2 separate regions of the Pan troglodytes genome follow, and region 1 is linked to region 2. A link is a contact called in public HiChIP or PLAC-seq data. All regions are on one chromosome and are shown on one strand. The core of a region is the stretch at or near the end of the contact, and the rest is flanking DNA. Distances in the headings are between cores, read along the strand shown. Region 1 holds the start of CCDC25 (coiled-coil domain containing 25). Region 2 holds the start of CLU (clusterin).

The links. HiChIP or PLAC-seq counts read pairs in DNA pulled down with a chosen protein or histone mark.
Region 1: an H3K4me3 HiChIP or PLAC-seq map of stem cell-derived excitatory neurons shows a contact between it and region 2, with 5 times the contacts expected there. The contact joins the promoter of CCDC25 here to the promoter of CLU in region 2. A contact is called at or near these places in 3 of 7 Hi-C or Micro-C datasets (induced pluripotent stem cells and stem cell-derived neural progenitor cells), 1 of 1 datasets of contacts at active chromatin or transcription factors (stem cell-derived excitatory neurons) and 1 of 1 other capture datasets (stem cell-derived neural stem cells).

What each region holds. Positions count from the first base shown.
Region 1 is chr7:36,121,726-36,127,238 of NHGRI_mPanTro3-v2.0_pri, forward strand. CCDC25 (coiled-coil domain containing 25) reads right to left here and starts at 1,767. Exons shown (of 8, transcript XM_063816969.1): 1 at 1,629-1,767. ESCO2 (establishment of sister chromatid cohesion N-acetyltransferase 2) reads left to right here and starts at 1,819. Exons shown (of 14, transcript XR_010159463.1): 1 at 1,819-3,732; 2 at 4,623-4,691; 3 at 5,492-5,513. It overlaps LOC112204240 (U6 spliceosomal RNA), which reads left to right and starts at 2,770; the gene lies at 2,770-2,871.
Region 2 is chr7:35,958,055-35,963,372 of NHGRI_mPanTro3-v2.0_pri, forward strand. CLU (clusterin) reads right to left here and starts at 2,315. Exons shown (of 9, transcript XM_519677.7): 1 at 2,009-2,315. The coding sequence starts at 2,135.

The DNA of each region.
Region 1 (5,513 bases), core at 517-3,016, 160 kb after region 2:
CACTACGTTAGGGAAACAAGTACAGTAGTCCCCCCTTATCTGTGGGGGATGTCTTCCAAGATCTCCAGTAGATGCCTGAAACCGAGGACAACACTGAATTCCATATATAAAGGGACTTGCCACATAATGATGCTTTGGTCAGCAACAAACCACACATACTATGGTGGTCCCATAACATTATAACGAAGCTGAAAAATTCTGATCACTATTGCCTGATGACCTGGTAGCCATCATAACAGTGTGGTGCAACTCACTTTTTCTACGTTGAGACCCGTTTAAATACACAAACACCATTGCGTTACCATTGCCTACAGCCATTCAGTACAGCAACGTGCTGTACAAGTTTGTACCCTAGGAGCAACGGTATACTGTACAGCCTACATTTGTGGTAGGCTACACCACAGGTTTAAGTATACTCTACCGTGTTGCTACAACAACGAAACCGCCTAATGGAGCATTTCTCAGAATGTATTCTTGTCATTAAGGGACGCATGGCTACTGGTATTCCCTATACATGTATACCTATGATAAAGTTAATGTATCAATTCGGTGGAGTAAGAGATTATCGACAACAACTAATAATAAAATAGGACGATTATAACAACGTACTGTAATAAAAGTTAGGTGACTCTGCTCTCTCTCTCCCTCTCAAAATCTTATTGTACTGTACTCACTCCTTTTCTTCTTGTGATGTGACCACGGAAAGCGAAATACAGGACAAGTAGGGACTACTGTAAAGAGATCCTGTCCACGCCCTCAAGGGACTTACACTCTAGCTCAAGCAGACACCATTTAATACCATTTGATAAGTGCAATGCCAAAGGCATACTTGGAACGTTAAGTGGGTCCCAGGAAAGGAATAGCTAAGCAATCTTGGGGTAGGAGCTAGCATCAGGAAAGGCATCTTGGAAAAGATGGGCCAAAACTGTCTTAAGGGAATTAGCTGGGGCTTGATTTTAGGAAAGGGGAATAACAGGAACAGAACGAAACCAAGTCGGGACACGGCATTTCCTGGGAACGAAGGGCACCCTTTCCTTATCTGTCAAAGATAAGTCAGAAGTATTACCATAGGTCACTTCTGAGATCTGGGACATCAACTGCCAGGGGAGTGGCTGGGTGGACATTCCAGGGTCTTTTTATTGTTTTCTGTTGCATCCCAGACCCTACAACCCCTTCCTGAAAGGTTAAGTCGCACTTCCCTTAAGAAAAAGTTGTTAGCAGGTGTCTCCTTTCTCACAGGGGATAATTACCAGGGTGCAGCCAGAACAAAGGCCGCAGATGGAAGGTGGGAAGAAGACTTGGGATAAGGTGTGTGGAGGAGCCCACAGGCTCTGCCCAATCCCAGGGAGTGACGGGACGTCTTTCCGATTGGGGGACGAGAACTCCCCGATACAAATATAGCAGTGGCATCGCCCCTCCGCGCCCCCCACGCCATGACGAGGGGACGCGGGGGGAAATCCTGCAGCCGTGGGAGGGACGGATGTGCTGGGGGACCGAGAGGCCGCGGGAAGAGGCACTCGCATCCAGGAGGCATTTTAGAGCGAGGGTCAGGCGCAGCGGCGGACTGCGGGTCCCGGCTTCGGAGCCCGCTGTCCAGCAGGGTCTAGGAGGACGTGGCGCCCACTCACCGCTGCTGCTGGTGAAGTAGAACACCATGATCCTGGGAGCGGTGCGGTGACTCCACCGCGGAGCAGCAGCGCTCAACTCACGAAGCTCCGGATAGCCGACTCGCGGCGGCCGCCTGGCCCCCGGAACTCCTCCGTGCACTTCCGGCGGACGTCGGGGCGCGTCATAGCGCCGGCCGTGGGCGCCATTTTTAATCCTGGCGAGGCGAAGGGTACTGGCAAGGAGTTTGGTTCAATGATTTGTGGGTTAAGGGAAAGAGGCTGGGCATCTTGGGCACATTAGTTAACCTGTCTGTGCTTCACTTTCCTCAGCAGCGAAATGAAGATGATACTAGAGCAGCTAACTCACGGGATATTTTTTAGGGTTAAATGAGTTAATGGGCGCCAAGAGTTTAGAACATAGCACACAAACGAGTTGTTTCTGATACTCACCAGGACAATATGTCTCTTGGGGATTGGACTTTGTTCTGGCTTAAATCGAAGGCCTGCCATCCCAAACCTCTGAACCTCAGAGGTCCTCCTGCTATAAAGTAGGAATAATCATATTCATGTAAAGCTCCTACAGCACTTGGCTTTGCCCTGATTATTTCTCTTGAGAAAGCACTTTTATCTGAGGAATGTGAGTCCCTTTAAATTACTAGGTCTGGAGAGGCATTAAAATGAGACCCCATCATGTTCTACCACCCCCTTGAGCTATGTATTCATCTACTGAAACTACCTGCTTCTGCCACAAGTAGCTACCTACTAACCTAACACTGCCACACAAGACACTATGACCCACACCCTATAGTTTAACAATGTCTAGCCAATCACTGATGCTTGTAGTTTCTATACATCAATGAGAATGCTTGACAGTTGTGTATCAGCCCACTTCCTGCCCCCCTTCTTCGTCTTTAAAAACCTGCTTGTAGCAAAGGCCAGACAGAGCTCATATCCAAGCCTGCTGGTGGAGGGCGGTGGGGGGAGGGGGGTTGGAATCTTCTGGGCAGCTGTCCCCGCTTTAACTCAAGCAAACTCTACCTTTTTTTTGCCTCAGTGACATTTTTTTTGCCTCAGCCTTTTCCTTTTAAACTGACACCCTTACATCACTGTCACTGACTTCATTCTATGAAATTGAGGGCGTCACTTAACGAAATTTATTTACGTGCTTGCTTTGACAGCATGTATACTAAAATTGGAATGATACAGAGAACTTTAACATGGCCCCTGCTCAAGGATGACATACAAATTTGTGAAAATTAAATTTGAAAAAATAAACATAAAACTCTAAACTTATTTGAAACTAAAAATGTGCCAGAAACACTGTACCAGGAGCTGGTGACACAAAGATAGCAACAATAGCTAACAATAACCGTTTTAGGAACTTTCTGGTTTTCCAAAGTAAGAATTTAGCTCTGTTCTGTAAATAGCAATTGTTTTGGGTTCTCCGTTGTATTATTTGTAAAATGGGAATGGCAATAGATATTAATACCTTACAGATTGTGGTGAGAAGTAAATGAAACAAAACATGTAAAGCATCTAAGAATGCCTGGCACATAGCAGGTGTTAAGTTTTATATTTTAATTTGAAAAATAAAATAAATAGAAACCTAAAGTTACTAATAAAAAAAGTGAAACTAACAATGAAGCTTCAAATGTGAAAAATAAGTGCATCGAGAATCTTGGAGAGGCCTTTATTTATTTATGTATGTATTTTTGAGACGGAGTCTTGCTCTGTCGCCAGGCTGGAGAGGCCATTTTACAAAAATTTCTTACCCCGTGACCCCAGAATGTATCTCAACTTCAACTAGACCGAGAACTACAATTCCCAGAATGCACCTAAACAAGGCCCCGGGAACGGAGTCTGGCGGTGCTGCAGGGGATTGTGGGTGCGTGGTTTCCCTCAGAGATTTTTCACCTCACCAGGGCGCGAGAATCTTGGAAACAGCCACCAGGGTGGGCGGGGCAAGGGCTGGTGTTCCACCAATCACCGAGCCAGCCCCTGGAAGCGCTGAGCCGTGGCCAATCGGAACGCAGCGGCTTCCTCCTAGCCTGGCGCGCGATTATTTGAAGACGCTCACGGAGCGGCTGGCTAGGCTGAGGGGAGCTCGCCCGGCTCTGAGGCGCAGGTAACCTCTGGAGTAGGCCGAGGCGGGGGGCTGTGGAAGGCTGAGGCGAGCGGGAGACCCTGTGGAACGTGGGGGCGAATGTCACGGGGAAAGGGCTTCTGCTCGGCGCTCGGCAGGTCCGCAGGCCCGAGACCGAAGAAGCCACTGACTCGTTCTCCGCGCTCACAGGCTCCGGGTTTCCCTCTTCCCGACGCCGGCGTTTCCTTGTTTTGGGTTTAGGGTTTGTTTGTTTGTTTCCCTGACCGGGTTCAGGGTCGGGACGCTTTCCTCTCCTACCTTTCCTCGCTTAGCCCCAGAGGGGTTCCCCCTTAAGCCGCAGCTCGACCTGAATTCCCAGAGACCCTGGCCTTTCAGTTTGTTCATTCATTAATAGCTTTGAAATAACGCTTGTGTGCTGCTTTGGGGGGAATTTCCCTGATCCCAGGGAAGGGGAAGGAAATGAACTCTGACGAGCCACGTAGCCGCCTGCTCGTGCATTCTAGCATTTGTTTTCAGCAGCCTTACGACTTCAAGAGATTTTTATAAAAAGGGAAGCAAACGGCTTGCTCCGGGCTCATCAGCTAGGAAAATGGCAGAGGACTGTGCTTCACCCGTTTTCCTGCTGGGCTCTGATGAAAAGTTACAGACGGTCTCTGCCTTCATTGAAGGCTGTTGAGATGGGGAAACAAGAAGAAAATGTCTTAAATGGACTATTAGGGCAATATAGGGTGCCATGGAAGCAGAACAAGCGCGTGTAACCCTGAGAGGGGTGGAAGGAGAGCAATGTCGAGGAAGACCTCCCAGAAAATAGGGTTTTAACTTGGTGTGAAATAGACTAATTAAAGGGGGTATAATTTTGATAAAGCGATTTTTAATATTTTGATGAATGTGGTTATTGTCATTTCTTTTAGGAATTCAATAAAGAAAATGGCAGCTCTTACTCCAAGGAAGAGGAAGCAGGATTCTTTGAAGTGTGACAGGTGAATCTCAGCCTGTGAATAGAAACTCTTAGAAAAATCCACCTTCTTGTCTCTCTTGTTCTCTCCTATTTTCTAAAATTTTCGTTCTTCCACTAGCCTACTCCTTGTGGCTACAGTGATAACCTGATAACCTATATTCTAATTCCAGCTTGGAAATACATTAAGTTTTCATAATGAATTATTTAGTCCTTTTCAAGGGAATCAAAGCTGTTTTTTAGTTTTTGTTTTTTTCTTTTGACATAGGAGCAGCACATTGAAGAAAGCTATTTTCTATAGCTAGGAAATATACCAAATCAGCTATTACCTTTTTCCTTTCTATTCCCCTATAATATTTTACATAGTGTTTTGCATACAGTAGATGCTTGTCTGGAAACAATTCTAGAAAGACTGTGTACTCAGATATTAATTACTCTACCCAGGAAAAGCCCCAGGGGGGGTCAGTTCATTACAGACAGTTATTATAGGGGGCTTGTAGACAATAGAGCAAAATATATGAGCTATAATTTATATATGGCCAACACATAGAAATAGGTTTTAAAACATACATGTATATATGTCTATCATAGCTTCTTTGTATATAGTATTTGTTTTCATGAACTCTTTGGGAAGATATTTGAATGTTTTATTTGATAAAGACAGAATTTGAGAATCCTACTGTTAAACTAATAGAAAATTGTGTGTATGGAGGTACATGTATTGTTTTTAATATGACCTACAAGTAGAGCTTATTACTTAGCAGTAGATTTACGTACATTTTGACGCAAAATAATCTTATCAATGGACTTTGTTTCTTTTTATAGCCTTTTACACTTCACTGAAAAT
Region 2 (5,318 bases), core at 1,065-3,564:
CCAGTCTGCAGGTGATATGGATGCTGCTGATCCAAGGAATGTTCTAGAACTGTGACTGCACAGCCGACCTCCTTTCCTTTGCTCGGACTCACCTCCCCCCTCATCTCCTCTGCCTCCTGGGAGCCTGGCTGCCAGCTGCCCTGGGTGGAAGAGCCATGCCAAGGCCAAGGCCCTCGAGTCCCCAGCACTACCACACAGCCTCATTCTCCCTAAGAAGGCTTAAACCACCTGGCCTTGCTCCTTCTACCAGAAAAGGCCGGTTCTGTGGACAAAGGGGCTGCTCAGGGGAAGAGGAGGAGGAGAAGATGGCGGGGGCGGGGGGCAGGGGGGGCGGGGGGAGCAGGCAGACTTTGAGAGCAACTCCCCTCCAGGCACACCCTCCTGGGAACTTTGAACTGAGCAGCTTCCCAAAACGTTTCCAAGCAGGGCAGGGCTGGAGGCTTAAGAAAATCAATGACCTGGCAGGGCGCAGTGATCCACACCTGTCATCCCAGCACTTTGGGAGGCCAAGACAGGCGGATTACTTGAGATCAGGAGTTCGAGACCAGCCTGGCCAAGGTGGTGAAACCATGTCTCTACTAAAAATACAAAAATTAGCCGGATGTAGCAGCATGCGCTTGTAGTCCCAGCTACTCGGAGGCTGAGGCATGAGAACTGCTTGAACCCGGATGGCGGAGGTTGCAGTGAGCCGAGATGGTGCTACTGTACTCCAGCCTGGGCAACAGAGTGAGACTTGGTCTCAGGAAAAAAAAAAAAAAAAGGAGAAAAGAAAGAAAGAAAATCAATGACTGTGAAAAGGGAGCCATAGGGAGGATGGGAAGACAGTGAAGAGGGCACACAGATGGTGAGGGTTTCAATCCCAAAGCCCCGGCTCCTATCTGCTTCTTCAAATGGAGAAAACTAAACCAAAAGGAAAATAAGAAAAATAATCACCGGTAATTCATATCACCCAGAGGCAAATGTTAGCACCGTGGTATATTTCCTTCTGTCTTCCATGCAGTTTATACAAGATCCTTCACATTCACCATCTTCAAATATTCTTTAAGGGCATACTTTTGTGGCTATGTAATACTCCACTTTCTCACGGACCCAAGTTTATTTTACCATTCTCACAAGATTGGCCATTTCAGTTGTGCCCAATGCCCCACTATTATTATAACAACATTCTCATGGGCATCTTTTTTTATATAGTATCTGTACTTTCCTTTAAATTCCTAACCTCTCCGTTTAAAAAAAAATAATAAAAATCATATTTTTTTTTAACTAGGTCCAGAAATTCTGGAAGGTCAAGAAGCTTTGGCTCTAATCCCAATTCTGATACTTATTTGCTGTTTAGTGTTGGCACCAGTCCTAAACCTCTCCAGGCCTCAGATTATCATCTGTAAAATGAGACCGTGGAATCAGAAGTCTGGGGCCTGGTGGATATTGTGTGACTTTTCTCTGATGCACCTCAGATGCATTAGGAGGCAGAAAAAGTCGGATTTCGGTGGTTGCAGCATATACTGAAATCCGCAGCCTCATACTTACAGGCACAGTGTCCAGAGAGCTAGAGAATTTAGAAGAAAACTAGATGACTCATGCATGCAAGCCGACAGCCACAACTGAGAGATCCGCATCTTCGCAGAGGATATGCTGCAGGAAGGAGCTCCGTGCAGGCCAGCTCCGTCACCTGCTAGCCTGGGTCTCCCGCAACGCGGCAGGTCTCCAGGTCTCAGTTTCCCCATCTTTGCGAAAGGATGATCATTATATCTGTTCTATTTACCCCCCCACCACAGAATTGTGGTTGGAGCTCGTGCTCTCAGGCGGCGGTTGCGCCGGGGCCCCTGGCTCAGCTGCCTGGTGATGGGGCTCCGGCCACCTCCCCTCCCTGGCTTCCTGGGCTCCGTCGAAAGCGCAGGGGTTGTGACTGCGAGCTGTGTCATCCCTCTCTGCCTGGCTGCCATCCCCTCCCCGCCCATCCGTCCTGATGTGGCTCTGCTCAAGGGTAGGGAAGACGGGGACATCTCACCGGTCAGCGGCACCCTGTGCCCGCGCGCTCCTCCTGGCGACGCCGCGTTGTGAGCACTGGGAGGCGCCGTATTTATAGCGCTCTGCTCGCGCACACACCCCCTTTGGGGCTGGCTGCAAACCTGCATGACTCACGCCCAAAGAATGCCGCGGAAAGCAAGGGGAGCTTTCTGGAAGCCGGGAGGTGGGGGCCGGTGCAGCACCGGGCTGGGGGCGCCGGGGGGCGCATCATCACCACGAATAGCTGTGCTGGCTCCAGGAGAGACCCTGAGGTGCGGCCGCTCGGCGCTTCCAGTAGGGAAGAGCCTGAACTCGCGTGGGAGCCCCTCTCACGCGGTTAGCCCGGCTGTCTCTCCCAGTCCAAGACACAATCTCACAGTTCCCTGGCCCTACTGACCTTAACCTTCACGTTACACAAGCGCCACTTCTCTTGACCCATTTAAATAGTAAAGAGTCAGACATAATGAGGGTGGGATGGAGAGGGGCCTTGTGCTGGAGAAGAAAGCACAGGAAGTATTGAAACCCCTACTCCTGGAAACATCACACTGATGGGGGTCCCTGGACTGACCCGCCAGGCCTGGAGGAAACAGAATTGTGTTTAGGAGTGATCAGAGCAGATATGTGGAGAGCCAGAAGGCCTCTCCGGGCTCCTTGATCCACAGAGCTTAAGCAATCACTGTCCCCATCTTCTTGGAACCCAGCCAAACAGGGTGGGCTTCATGGGTGTGGGACCCTTGCAGATCCACGTTTGGTTTAATGGGCTACTGTGACGGTCTTGAAATTCTTCATAGTTTTTGAGCCAGTGGCCCTGAATTTTTATTTTGCCCTGAGCCTTCCCAGTTAGGAAATCAGATCTGTGTCCAGAGGGGTTTGCTGGTCTCCAACTGCTGGAGTTCCTTCTGCTGAGAGCAGGGAGAATCTCCTGTCGCAGCCACCCCACCCCCTGGCAAGGAGGGGGAAGTCCAGGAACCCTGGAGGTGCAGCTACTTCTTGGGGAAGAAACTGAGCTGCCCATTTTGGAGCCAGGGATGTTTAAGCCCCAGGAGAGAAGTCAAGGGGCTGACAGTTGGGGCAATGGGTGGACAGGGCGGGTACAGGCAGTCCCACTGTGGGTGGCAGACTTTGAAAACCATGTGAAACAAAGGGGCTTAAAGGAGAGCTGCATGGTCAGGGGCTGAGTTTTCCAGTTCAGGATCAGGACTATGGAGGCACAACATGGAGGCCCAGTCCCTTGCTTGCCCAACGTCCAGGGGGCACTAGGACCCCAGTCCTTTCCAGGAGGCAGCCTGGGGGAATCTTCAAGGCCCATGAGGAAGTGGGAGAACCCAGACCAGGTCCATGAAAGTCTGATTACAGTCCTAGGTGTGCCCCTAGACACTGGGTGACCTCGGACCAATCACTTTGCCCTTGAGCCTCAGTTTCTTCCATCTGGACGATGAGGAATCGGGAATGGATCATCTCCACGGCTCCCTGCAACCTAACGTAGAGCCAAGCCAAGTATTAGAAGGTCATTAACCCAGAAGAAGAAAAAAATGCCCCAGAAGAGGCTACACTTTATTTTTCTTAAAAAAAAAGTCTAATTATCAGTAACAGCTACATTTTCTGTGGACAGTGCCTGCTCCTTATCAGTGCCTGCTCCTTATCAATACCTGAGGTTAGAAGAATTGTTTTTGAACTCGCTCTTTGTAACTTTTCTGTTCTGTAGCTCCCTCAGCATCCGGAACAGAAGGCATAAATCTAGTTATATTTTTAAAAATTAGACTTCGGAGGTCAGTCAGTGAGATCTGCCTTAGCCAGCTGAATTAGGGGAAGGGAAGAGAGGAAGAAAGGATTTGGGAGAAAATAGCAGGATTCACAGATTCACAGTCATGACTGTGATCCCTTGGGAATAATTACTTGATTATTCCCATTACTAAGCAAACAAGGTTCAGAAGGTCAAACTTGGAGGAAAGAAAAGTGTAAATTTTGAAAGCGCCATAAATGCATCACCAGATGTTTAATATTCTAAGTAGATCATAGACGATGATTGGTTCAGGACTCGCACACTGCTTGATTCCTACCCCATCCCCAGCATCTGCACCAGGTGGTCATCCTGCCCATGTTTGAATGCCACCAATAACAGGGAGCTCACTACCTGCCATGCAACCATTTATCTAGTAAAGCTGTTGATAAAGTTAGGGCCTTCTTTGGTTGAGTCACAGTCTGGCTCGTGTATGGGCCAATCCGGAGCCCAGTTCTGCCCTCTGGAGCCACACAGGGAAAATCCAGCCTATCTCTCCCATAGTGCCCCTTCTGATATTTGAAGGCAACGTAGTCTGCTTTTCCCAGTGACCTCCAGGCTTGCAGCTCCTTGCCTTGCCGTGGTTTGCAGACTTTTCCCCAGCCCTTTGACATTCTGGACCTCATCTCTCTTGAAACTCTTGGCCCAGCCCTGGACCAGCCAATGCCAGTGGGGAGCCTTGGACCAGCCAATGCCGGAGGGCCTGAGCACACAAAGCAGAACAGGACCACCCCTTCCCTTGCCCTAAACACTCCAAATAAGCTTTATCAGATGCTGAGTCACTGGGCTGATTCATAGAGAATGCATCATCTTCTTGGCAGGTGCTGCTGTTTGATCCTCTGTCTCCCATCATGGACTTACACAGCTGGGTTTGGGGCATTAGCTTGATTTATTTTCTTGGAGAGTCAGGGCCATGGGGAGGGCCAGGGAGGGATGAGTAAAGACCCTTGCATTTATCTGTTTATCTATGCTTTGTGCACCATCTCTGGCTGCCTGAATGTCTCTGGGGCTGCTTCGCTACGCAGTGTCCTTATTACACATCCCCAACCAGCCTTTGTCTGGCTCAGCACCACAAGCAGGACAGCTCAGCCAGCAGTTTGATACAGCTGGAACAAACTAGGAATGGGCAAGAGCAGTATCCTGTGGCCTGTGATTAAGAATCACTCTCAGATGGGCGTGGTGACTCACACCTGTAATCCCAGAACTTTGGGAGGCTGAGGTGGAAGGATCACCTGAGTCCAGGAGTTCAAGACCAGCCAGGGCAACATAGCAAGACCCAGTTTCTACAAAAATTAAAAAATTAGCCAAGCATGGTAGTGCACGCCGGCAATCTCAGCTACTCAGGAAGCTGAGATGGAGGATCGCTTGAGCCCAGGAGGTCAAGGCTGCAGTGAGCTATGATCGCACCACTGCACTCCAGCCTGGGCAATAAAGTGAGACCCTGTCTCTCAAAAATAAAAATGAGAAAAATAAGAGAATCACTCTCCAAGGGGAGCAGGGAGGGAGGATGGTGAGAGATTGGTCAACCAGT